Linked DNA regions of Sus scrofa: region 2 is linked to region 1. Evidence: chromatin contacts called from public HiChIP or PLAC-seq data. All regions are on one chromosome and are shown on one strand. Each heading gives the region's core, a stretch centred on a gene start, on an enhancer-like site or on the middle of the called end of the contact. The rest is flanking DNA. Distances are from core to core; before and after follow the strand shown. Region 1 overlaps LOC106509843 (a long non-coding RNA gene). Region 2 overlaps LOC106509843 (a long non-coding RNA gene).

Region 1 (4,402 bases), core at 698-3,197:
GCCGTGGCCCTAGAAAAGACAAAAAAAAAAAAAAAAAGCAGAGCTCAGCACTCCGGTGTCCTGCGGTTCCTTGTTTTCTGCGTCTATAACCTGGACCTCCAGAACCCTGTGGACGTTTCTCTTGGAAGGTGCCCCAAGGTTTCACCTGGGTGCCGATCGTGTTTCCTCTTTTCCACAGACAAGAGCATGGCTTCCTTCCCAGACAGTCACATCCCCTGGGGACCAGGACAAGAGCAGCACAAAGCTTCTCTGGCATGAGGAACGCCCAGCTGGGGGGGTTGCAGTCTGTCCTTGTAAACAGGCCTCGCGAAGGGGCCAGGGGTTCCAAAGCAGGCCCAGACCCGGCCGGCTGGCCTGCAGAGGGGGGAGGAGACGGAGGTGGAGATGTGGATCAGGCGGAGCCAGGAACAATGTTTTTGTTTCTAAAACGCTCTGGGTCCTTGGGCTGGATTTCCAGTCTGGTGTTTCCAGCATCTGCAGCCGCGTCCGTGACCGCGTCTGTCTGTACCGCTGTCTTTCTCTCCAGGTGTCTCTGTGTTTGGTGGTCTATCCAAGTGAGTGTCTGCCCACACCTGTGGGCGTTGGTCTCTGTGTCTGCAGGAGGCCTTATGAGAAAAAGGGCTCCAGCTTCCACTTGTGTGAGCTCTTCCACCTCAAAATACGGTGAAAATAAACCTTGCTGAAAAAGCTTTAACAACACTATTTTTTCCCCCTGTCCCTGGCATGGGCAATAAGACCAGCAGGTCTCCACGGTCAATTTAGGAAGCTTGGGAAAACAGTGCTTGTAATTAAAAGTCTAGAAGGGCCTCAATTAGGGCAGTGTTTGCCCTGCCAGGCCCGTTCCCAAACCCCGCTCGGCAGCATTCCTCTCCTGGCTGGAAAAAGCCTCTGATTTGCACCAAATGTTCAGTGGCCACACTGGACCCAGCCCTGGCACTGCCTCTCCTACCAGCTGCTCAGGGCACAGGCAGGCCTCCGCCCCAGGCTACAACCAGAGACCCCAGCTCTCTGTACCCCCTGACTTCCTGGCCCCTCTGTGATCCTGAGCTCCTGCTTTGGGAGGTGCAGACTTCCTGGAGGTGGTGGAAACCAGTGCACGCAGGTGCCCACTCCCTGTCTAGGGCGGCAGCACTCCCTCGAAGAACCAGAACTCAACGTCAGGCCTGTCTGAGGATGAGGCAGCTGTGGTCACTGTGGGGAGAGGGGTGGAGGTACAGCCAGGGACACCCCAGTGTGTCTTCTTCTGCAGAGGCTGCCTCCATCAGAGCAGAAACCGGCCTTGAGTTACAGCCACTTCAGGGAACTCAGCCAGAGGGCTCCAGACTATTCTGCCAAGACCAGAGAAGACAGGGCCTGGCTGGGAGGGTCAGGAAATAGTGCAAACCTCTGACCTCTAGAGTCCCTAAGGATCAAAGACAAAGACCGTTTGGTGGGGGTGGGGCAGCCAAAGACAGAAACACCAGAGGCCCAGGAGTAGCCTCCTGCTTGGGGAAAGGCTCAGGCGCTCACTGGCTGGGTGGGTGAGTGGGAAAGAGAAGTGCTGAGTCAGCTCAGTTTCTTTTCCCTCCCAGGACACACACGCACGCACGCACGCACACACGCACACACACACTGAGGCCACAAGTGGGCCCTTGGTGGCCCAGATCACAGCCACCCACACGAATTCATACTGCTGCACAGTTTCGTACTGACATGATTCACGATCACGGCCATGGCCACAGTCAGACACACAGCCACTATAACAGAGGCCAGTAGGCCCCAGGCAAGACCAAGCAGCCTTCCGGGGTCCCTGAGTCCTTGGCAGCCCCCAGCACCTCTGGCAGGAGCAGAGGCAGACAGCAGCAAGAAGGAATCATTGTGCAGGCAGATGGTCCATGATGCAATGCCAAGGGCAGGCCCTCAACCCCACTGGCCACGCCCTGGGGGTGGGGGGAGCTGGGGAAACCTTGAAGAAGGCAGCCCTGCTGATGTCCGCCCTGCTGATGCCCCCAAGGGAGTGCCTCACCCCAGTGACAGAGAATGGCAGGGGAAGGGTTACAGGCTAACCCGAAAAAACAATTACTAACGGGAAAGGCAGCACATTCCAGCCCTGCTTAGCAGGGCCGCCAGGGCCGTGGGTGGTTCTTGGATTATGCATTTCCTTGAAAACAAAAAGGAAAGTTCAGGGCAGTTCAGCTGTGCCCTGAATCTCACTCCAGGGCCTTTGTCTCCAGCCCCCTCACAGCCCGCGTGCCCGCACACATGCACACAATCCTGCTGGCCCAGCCAGAGGTCTGCTGGGAAACTGGGAACACTAGCACCACTGAAAGTCCCGGGAAACTAGTACAGGAAAAGTGGGGAACGACTGGAAAGAAGAACTGAAGGAAGAAAGGGGGCAGGGTAGGGAGTGGGGACCCCAGAAAACTCTCATTGCCCAGAAGTCGCCATTCTGCGAGTGAGGCTGAGGGGAATGTTTGTCGATTCACTCAGCAAACCTACATGGAGCCCCTGCTCTGTTCCAGACACTGTGCCAGGCACTGGGGTGACCTCAAGGGGTTCCTGTCAGGAAGACCTGGTCTCTCATTTTCCCGTCAGCGGTCTCTTCTATCCATTTCTATCGCGGCTCCTAGCACTCTTTTCTAGGAAATCTGGTCTGATAGAGTTCGATTATCCAGTTCAGACTGAGAAGGCTCCCAGGCTGGTGTACTTTTGAAGGCGGATGAAAGAAGGTGGTGTCTCCCTGTGGAAGAACAGGAGGGGGCAGCCATCTTGTCATTGACACGGGAATAGGTTCCAAAGGCCGCTGAGTCTGACTGGACGTGCCCTTCTCCTGGGATCCCTCACCAAGCCCTGTGAAGAGGCAGCCTCCCCACCACAAATGGGGAAAGTGAGGTGTGACAAGGGATCCTGGGCCTCCCTCAAGCCATTGCGCAGGCTGCCTCCTTCCTCAGCTCTGTGAGGGCCTAGCTCGTTCTTCCTTGGAGGCCTCACCTTAAACACTGTCCCTCCCCGAGGGCCTGTGTGACCACCCGTCTGAAGAGGTCTGCTCTGCGTTGCCTCTCTGCTTCCTTCTTTTCAGACACATGCTGGTCCTGTTCGTGTTTATCTGAGGTGTCTTACCTCCTGGAGCAAAAGGCTTGAGTCCACTTGTTTTGTTTTTGGGTTTTTTGAGCTTTTTAGGGCTGTACTCGCAGCATATGGAGGTTCCCAGGCTAGGGGTCTAATCGGAGCTGCAGCTGCCAGCCTACGCCACAGCCACAGCAATGCCAGATCTGAGCTGCATCTGTGACCTACCCTACAGCTCATGGCAACACTGGATCCTTAACCCATGGAGCGAGGCCAGGGATCAAACCTGAGTCCTCATGGATACTAGTTCTCATCACTGCTGAGCCACAATGGGAACTTCCTCGAGTCCGTTTTATTCACCATATATATCCCAGGACCTGGAATAGTGCTGAGCACAGAGCAGGTGCACAATAAATGTTTGTGGAATGAATAAGGAAATGTGCAGCTACATAGTTAGGGTAGGTGGAACTTCCCAATTTCCAGGCCTCCACTCAGACTTATGTTCTCTTCTCCATTGAACTCCCCTCCAAATGACAAGGTGAGAAGGATGCTGGGGCCTCTCCATTCCAGCCCTGGACTGGATCTAAAACAGCCCAGACTTGGAAAAAAAAAAAAAAATCAGATTCCATAGCTGGGCTACATGCTGCTTCTTTGAGGCCCAGATGCCTGGCGCATAGGGTACCTGGGAGCCTATGCCCTATGGGACGTGGCACAAAGGGAGGGCGGGGGCGCTGCCCCATGGGTTCCACCTGGACACACTTATTCATTCAACTGCCCCACAGACACTGACCAGGCACTGAGCTGGGGTCTCACACACGGTACCTGCCCTCATAGCGCACCCAGACATTCTGGAAAGATGATCAAAGAATAATACTGGTGAATTGTGCTCAGACCCTAGGAGCCGCTCTGGGAGCCAAGGCTCTGCTTGGGACATCAGGGACAAGGAGGTCAGGTGTGGGCTGAGAGGAGGCTGACCAGGATGGGCGTGCCAGGGACAGGGAATGGCATGTGCAAAGGCACAGAGGGAAGGGGGGCCGAAGTGGGCCTGGGTCAGAAAGTTCTGGGAGGGAAGGGGTTGGAGGAGGGATGGTCACTGGGGGCAAAGTCTGCCAGCCCAAGGAGCCAGGGCTTTCTTGGGCAGGCAGTGGGGAGCCCGCCAAGGCTTCGAAAGGGGAAAGGACACAGGCAGTTAGTTATTTAGCTATTTAGGCTGCGCCTGCAGCATATGAAAGTTCCAAGGCCAGGGATCGGAGTCACACCACAGTAGCAACCCAATCTGCTGTAGCGACAACACTGGACCCTTAATCTGCTTTGCCACAGGAAAACTTCCAGCTTGGCATTTTATTTTCTTTAATTT
Region 2 (4,831 bases), core at 2,271-4,770, 40 kb after region 1:
AGTATGGATAGTTATGAACTAATAACAAATTCTCCTTTAGATACCAACATAATGGGGGAAAAAAACCTACCTCGATTAATTTTTTAAAAATTTTAAATTATAGTTGATTTACAGTGTTCTGTAAATTTCTGCTGTACAGCAAAGTGGCCCAGTTATACACTTATATACATTCTTTTATTCACATAGTTATTCCATCATGTTCCATCACAAGTGATTAGATATTAATTTTTAATTTATTAAAAACTTTTTAAGCTTTTCTCTGTCAGAAGTGGGCAGAGACTGAGACCTTTTTCTTGATAGTAAGCATTCATTTTTGTTTGTTGTTTAGTAAAAGCCTCTTTTACACTCATCAGGTATAGATGGAGACTCAAAATATTAGTTGTAACCCTTTCAATGCTCTTGTGTCCTTTGATGTAAAACTAGAGCTTCAGAAGAGACTTTGCTTGTATTGCTTAGCATTTTCTTTCTCCTGAGAATTATGGAAATGTAAAAAAAAAAAAAAACTTTCTAAATGAGTGTCCCTTTGTACTATTTGGAATTTAATGTAGCATAGAACTTTCCATGTGGTTTCAAGACAAATTACCCTGATTTTAGATTTTTTTTTAAATATGAACTAATAATTACACTACGAAACAACTGGTGTGTGATACATTAAAATCCCACCCAGAGAAACTAATAAAAACTGGCTCTGCAATGGTTTGTTTCAAATAGGTGGTTTCTGAATCTTTTCTACTGTCAGGACCCTTTATTGAAGGACCTGCATGCAGAACACCAGCAAAAGCAGGGGTCCTTGAACCAAGCGGATGCAAGGGCTCAGAGCCCTTCCTCCTCCCTCACACCCCCACACACACTCACACACATTAGTATGGGGCTAGGGGGAGGGGAAGATGGCCAAGACCCCTGTGGACAGAACCCAGGATTTTAGGTGGTCTCTAGTCCTCGAGGCCCTTTCTATCCCTGAACTTCCATGAGGCAGGCATGTCTCATCTCATTCATTCCAGCCACGGGACTGGTGCCATCTTCTTCCACGCCTCGAAGTCCTTTGTGGTTTCCGGGTTTGGGTTCAGATTTTACAAGAATCGCTAGTTCTCTCGCCATCCTTGTCACTGAATCCCCTCCTCCTTCCCCTACCACCATCATCACCTCCATCACTCCTCTCCCCTCACCCCTACCCCCTGCAGCCTTCTGGTTCCTCAGTGACGTGGACGCCCCTAAGAGGCATCTCCGTCATATGACCACCTCATCATGTGGCAGTGATTTCATCACATGGTCTTCTCTATAGAGGGTAGAGGATGGCCTCTCCTCCAACCTTGTTGATCGAACTATGCACTTTGTTACTCAGAAGTTTAAAATGTTTATTTCAGCTTCTCAACCAATGTCATGTGAACTTTTAAGACTGTTGTCAGTTGGGTTAAATCCTTAACACGTTTCCTATATGAGCTGGAAGATGGAAAGAACTTTCCACAGACCAGCTTCTGGCTCTGTACCTTTCAAATCTTGTTTCTCTACCCCTTCCCACGGTTTCCCGTCCCGAGAGCCATAGGACGCATTCTCACTGCATCACCCCAGGTGAGTCAACACCACGGGAAGCAGGAGAATTCCTGGAATTCTCCTCCCCTAATAACGGTAACGGGACACCCAAGTGACCAAGAGCCACATTCACGAAATGCTATCTGTGCACACTGCAACCCACATCAATACTCGCCACTCACCCACGCTAAATGCATCCCCAACTCAAGTTTCCCTTGCTGGATCCCAAAAATGCTCACAGTTATTCCGAGCCCACCTGACAGGAGGGAAAATGTGAGAGGGGCAGTCAGGATGAAGAGAAACAGCAGCCTTCAATGATTGTGGTCAAAATAACGCACTTTTGCAAGCTTTTCCAAAAACATGAGACCGTGTGAAAGCACCACCAGGGCCCCTCCCAAAGCCTTGGAAGGACCCAAGCAAGCGAGGGGCCCAGTGGGGCTGTGCAAAGGCGGGCAGCCCTCGCAGATGAAAGAGGTGAGGAGAAGGGTAATTACCGAGGCGGGGGCCTCGGGCTGCGGCCGCTGGCACAATTATCTTAACAAGTTAAATTAGCCCCAGATAAACCTGTAACTAATAAACCTGGGCTGCCTGTGCCTGGAGCCTCCAGGAGGAAGGAGGACTTCAAAGCCCCAGGCCGGGTCAGCAGAGGTGATTGTCTGCCCCAGGTCCTAGGCCTGTCCCGGGCTTCGGGCCAGGGCAGGGCCCTAACTCCCCTCTCACACACCCAGCACCCGGCTCACACAGGAGCACCTACACAGACTCCAGGACCCTAACACGCCTCTGCTGCCCCTTCCCCAGAACATTCTTGTACTCAGCAGCTCATCCGACAGAACACACAGACTCCTAAGAGCCATTCCCAAGTCCAGGACAGGGGTCTCCTTCTCCCCTGCTTGGGGGGGGTGGGTGCGGTCACTGGCTGCCACCTTTTCTTTTAACATTACTGAGGACTAACTGACACATAAGTGTATGTATTTAAAGTGCATGATGTGGAGTTCCCGTCGTGGCGCAGTGGTTAACGAATCCGACTAGGAACCATGAGATTGCGGGTTCAGTCCCTGTCCTTGCTCAGTGGGTTAACGATCCGGCGTTGCCATGAGCTGTGGTGTAGGTTGCAGACGCGGCTCGGATCCTGCGTTGCTGTGGCTCTGGCGTAGGCCGGTGGCTACAGCTCCGATTCAACCCCTAGCCTGGGAACCTCCATATGCCGCGGGAGCGGCCCAAGAACCAAGAGATAGCAACAATAACAACAACAAAAAGACAAAAAAAAAATAAAAATAAAAAAATAAAGTGCATGATGTGATGATTTGATATACACATACATTGTGGAATAATCATTAACATCGAGGTTAATAACACATCCATCACCCCATCTATAACATAAGGTAACTCTTTCCTGTGTGTGGTGAGAATGCTTAAGATTTACTCTCTGCAACATTCAAGTCCCTATTTACTGTATGAACTATAGTCACCATGCTGTATATAGATCCTCAGGACTTACCTTTTTGCAGGGGACGCGAGGGGGGCACCTGTAGCATATGGAAGTTCCCAGACTAGGGGTCAGATCAGAGCTGCAGCCTTGATCTAAGCCGCATCTGTGACTGACACCACAGCTTGCAGCAATGCCAGATCCTTAACCACTGAGCGAGCCCAGGGATCGAACCCACATCTCCAGGGAGTCTTAACCCTCTGAGCCACAACGGGAACGCCAGAACTTCTCTTATACCTGAAAGTGTGTACTCATTGAAATTCCTCACCCCATTCCCCCCCCCCAATAGAATGGCAACCACCATTCTGTTCTTGCGTCTATGAAATCCTGCCTTTCCTCTTTACTGCTCATGCCAGAGCCAAGGTCCAAGGTTCTGCAGAACTGGAATGCACCCCGCCCCCCCGCCCTTCCTCTTCTTTCATTTCATGTATCTCTCCCACCCAAGGAGCCAGACAGCAGGACAAGATGCTGCCTCTGTGGTTCAGGGCAGAATTACATACCGAGCCCCAGCTCACGCTGGCCTCACATGACACAGGCTGGAGAGGGGTGATGTCACCTGCCAGCTCCCGCCTCCACCCCAGGACAAGTGGGAAATGATGGGGGTGATGGGCTCGGAACCTCCCAGGGCTTCAGGGTTGGCCAAAGTCCTGGCTTGCCTCACTCAGGCCCTGGAGCCCAGAGACTGGCCCCTTAGCCCTGGCTACCGAGTCCCAGGTTTTGCCAAGGAGCTTGGCTGAGCAGCAAAGGGTTTTCAAAGAAGACCAAGTTGGGAGTTAAGGCCCTGGGTTCAAATTCCAGGTCTCAGGAGTTTGAGGAGAGATAATGGCCACTAGGATCTTTGGGTGAGTGGGTGAGGGGTTCCTCATCCTGAGTAGCAAGAGCCACAGGCAGGCGGATCAGCCAGAACTAGCTGGTAGTGGGCCAGGTCTTTGAGGCTCTTCCGCTCAGGAAAACCCTGTTCTCCGTCCTGAGCCAGAGGGGGAAGGAAAACAGGAAACACATGTTCTATAGAGAAGGCTGAGCACCCAGCCCTGAGAAGTCCCCAGGGAGGACCTGCCCCCCTGGACGAGAGTTTCCCAGCCCAACCTGGGAACCCAGCCCTGACCAGCCTCAAGGGAGAAGCACGCTCATCAAGCTTATACAAAGAGCCAAGAGCTGTGAGGCCAACATCTGTGTTCTCCTCCCAAACTCCTGTGCAGCCTTGGGCCAGGAGCTTGGCCACTCTGGTCCTTTCCTTCTTTCCCTATCAAATGGAGTTGACAGTCCCTGCCTCTCTCTTTGCCTTGCTTGCCTCATTGGCTTTGGAAATGACAAAGTACCACACACGCAAGAACACTTTTGGGAATCTCAGAGGGCTTTCTTTTTCTTTTTTTCTTTTTTTTTTTTTTTTTTTGTCTTTTTGCCATTTCTAGGGCCGGACCTGCGGCATATGTAGGTTCCCAGGCTAGGGGTCGAATCGGAGCTGCAGCCATCGGCCTATGCCAGAGCCACAGCAATGCGGGATCCGAGCCGCATCTGCAACCTACACCACAGCTCAGGGCAACGCCGGATCATTAACCCACTGAGCAAGGGCAGGGACAAACCCGCAACCTCATGGTTCCTACTCGGATTCGTTAACCACTACGCCACGACGGGAACTCCTCAGAGGGCTTTCTTCCTTCATGCCTCAGCCACCAGGAAGCCTTCCCTGATTGCCCTCAAAGGGAAGGGCTGACTTGCTCATGTGATCCCTTCTAGCCTTCACCCTTGACCCCTCTTTAGGGGCCTGACACAGACTCTGCATCAGAGAAAAGTCCTGATGTCTGGTCATCTTGT

What was found. HiChIP or PLAC-seq counts read pairs in DNA pulled down with a chosen protein or histone mark.
Region 2: an H3K27ac HiChIP or PLAC-seq map of skeletal muscle shows a contact between it and region 1. The contact joins two enhancer-like sites. A contact is called at or near these places in 16 of 47 Hi-C or Micro-C datasets (adipose tissue, embryonic fibroblasts, fetal skeletal muscle and 8 more) and 1 of 2 datasets of contacts at active chromatin or transcription factors (skeletal muscle).

What each region holds. Positions count from the first base shown.
Region 1 is chr3:97,462,139-97,466,540 of Sscrofa11.1, forward strand. All of the region lies in intron 4 of LOC106509843 (a long non-coding RNA gene), which reads right to left. Among named protein-coding and RNA genes, the nearest start is that of TRNAI-UAU, 100 kb to the right of the region's middle. Within about 2 kb of position 1,948, at least 52 of the 83 cell types and tissues checked have an H3K27ac peak or open chromatin away from gene starts, as enhancers often do. A contact at or near this core is called in adipose tissue, retroperitoneal adipose tissue and skeletal muscle, where this site is marked.
Region 2 is chr3:97,500,166-97,504,996 of Sscrofa11.1, forward strand. All of the region lies in intron 3 of LOC106509843 (a long non-coding RNA gene), which reads right to left. Among named protein-coding and RNA genes, the nearest start is that of TRNAI-UAU, 65 kb to the right of the region's middle. Within about 2 kb of position 3,521, at least 20 of the 83 cell types and tissues checked have an H3K27ac peak or open chromatin away from gene starts, as enhancers often do. A contact at or near this core is called in adipose tissue, retroperitoneal adipose tissue and skeletal muscle, where this site is marked.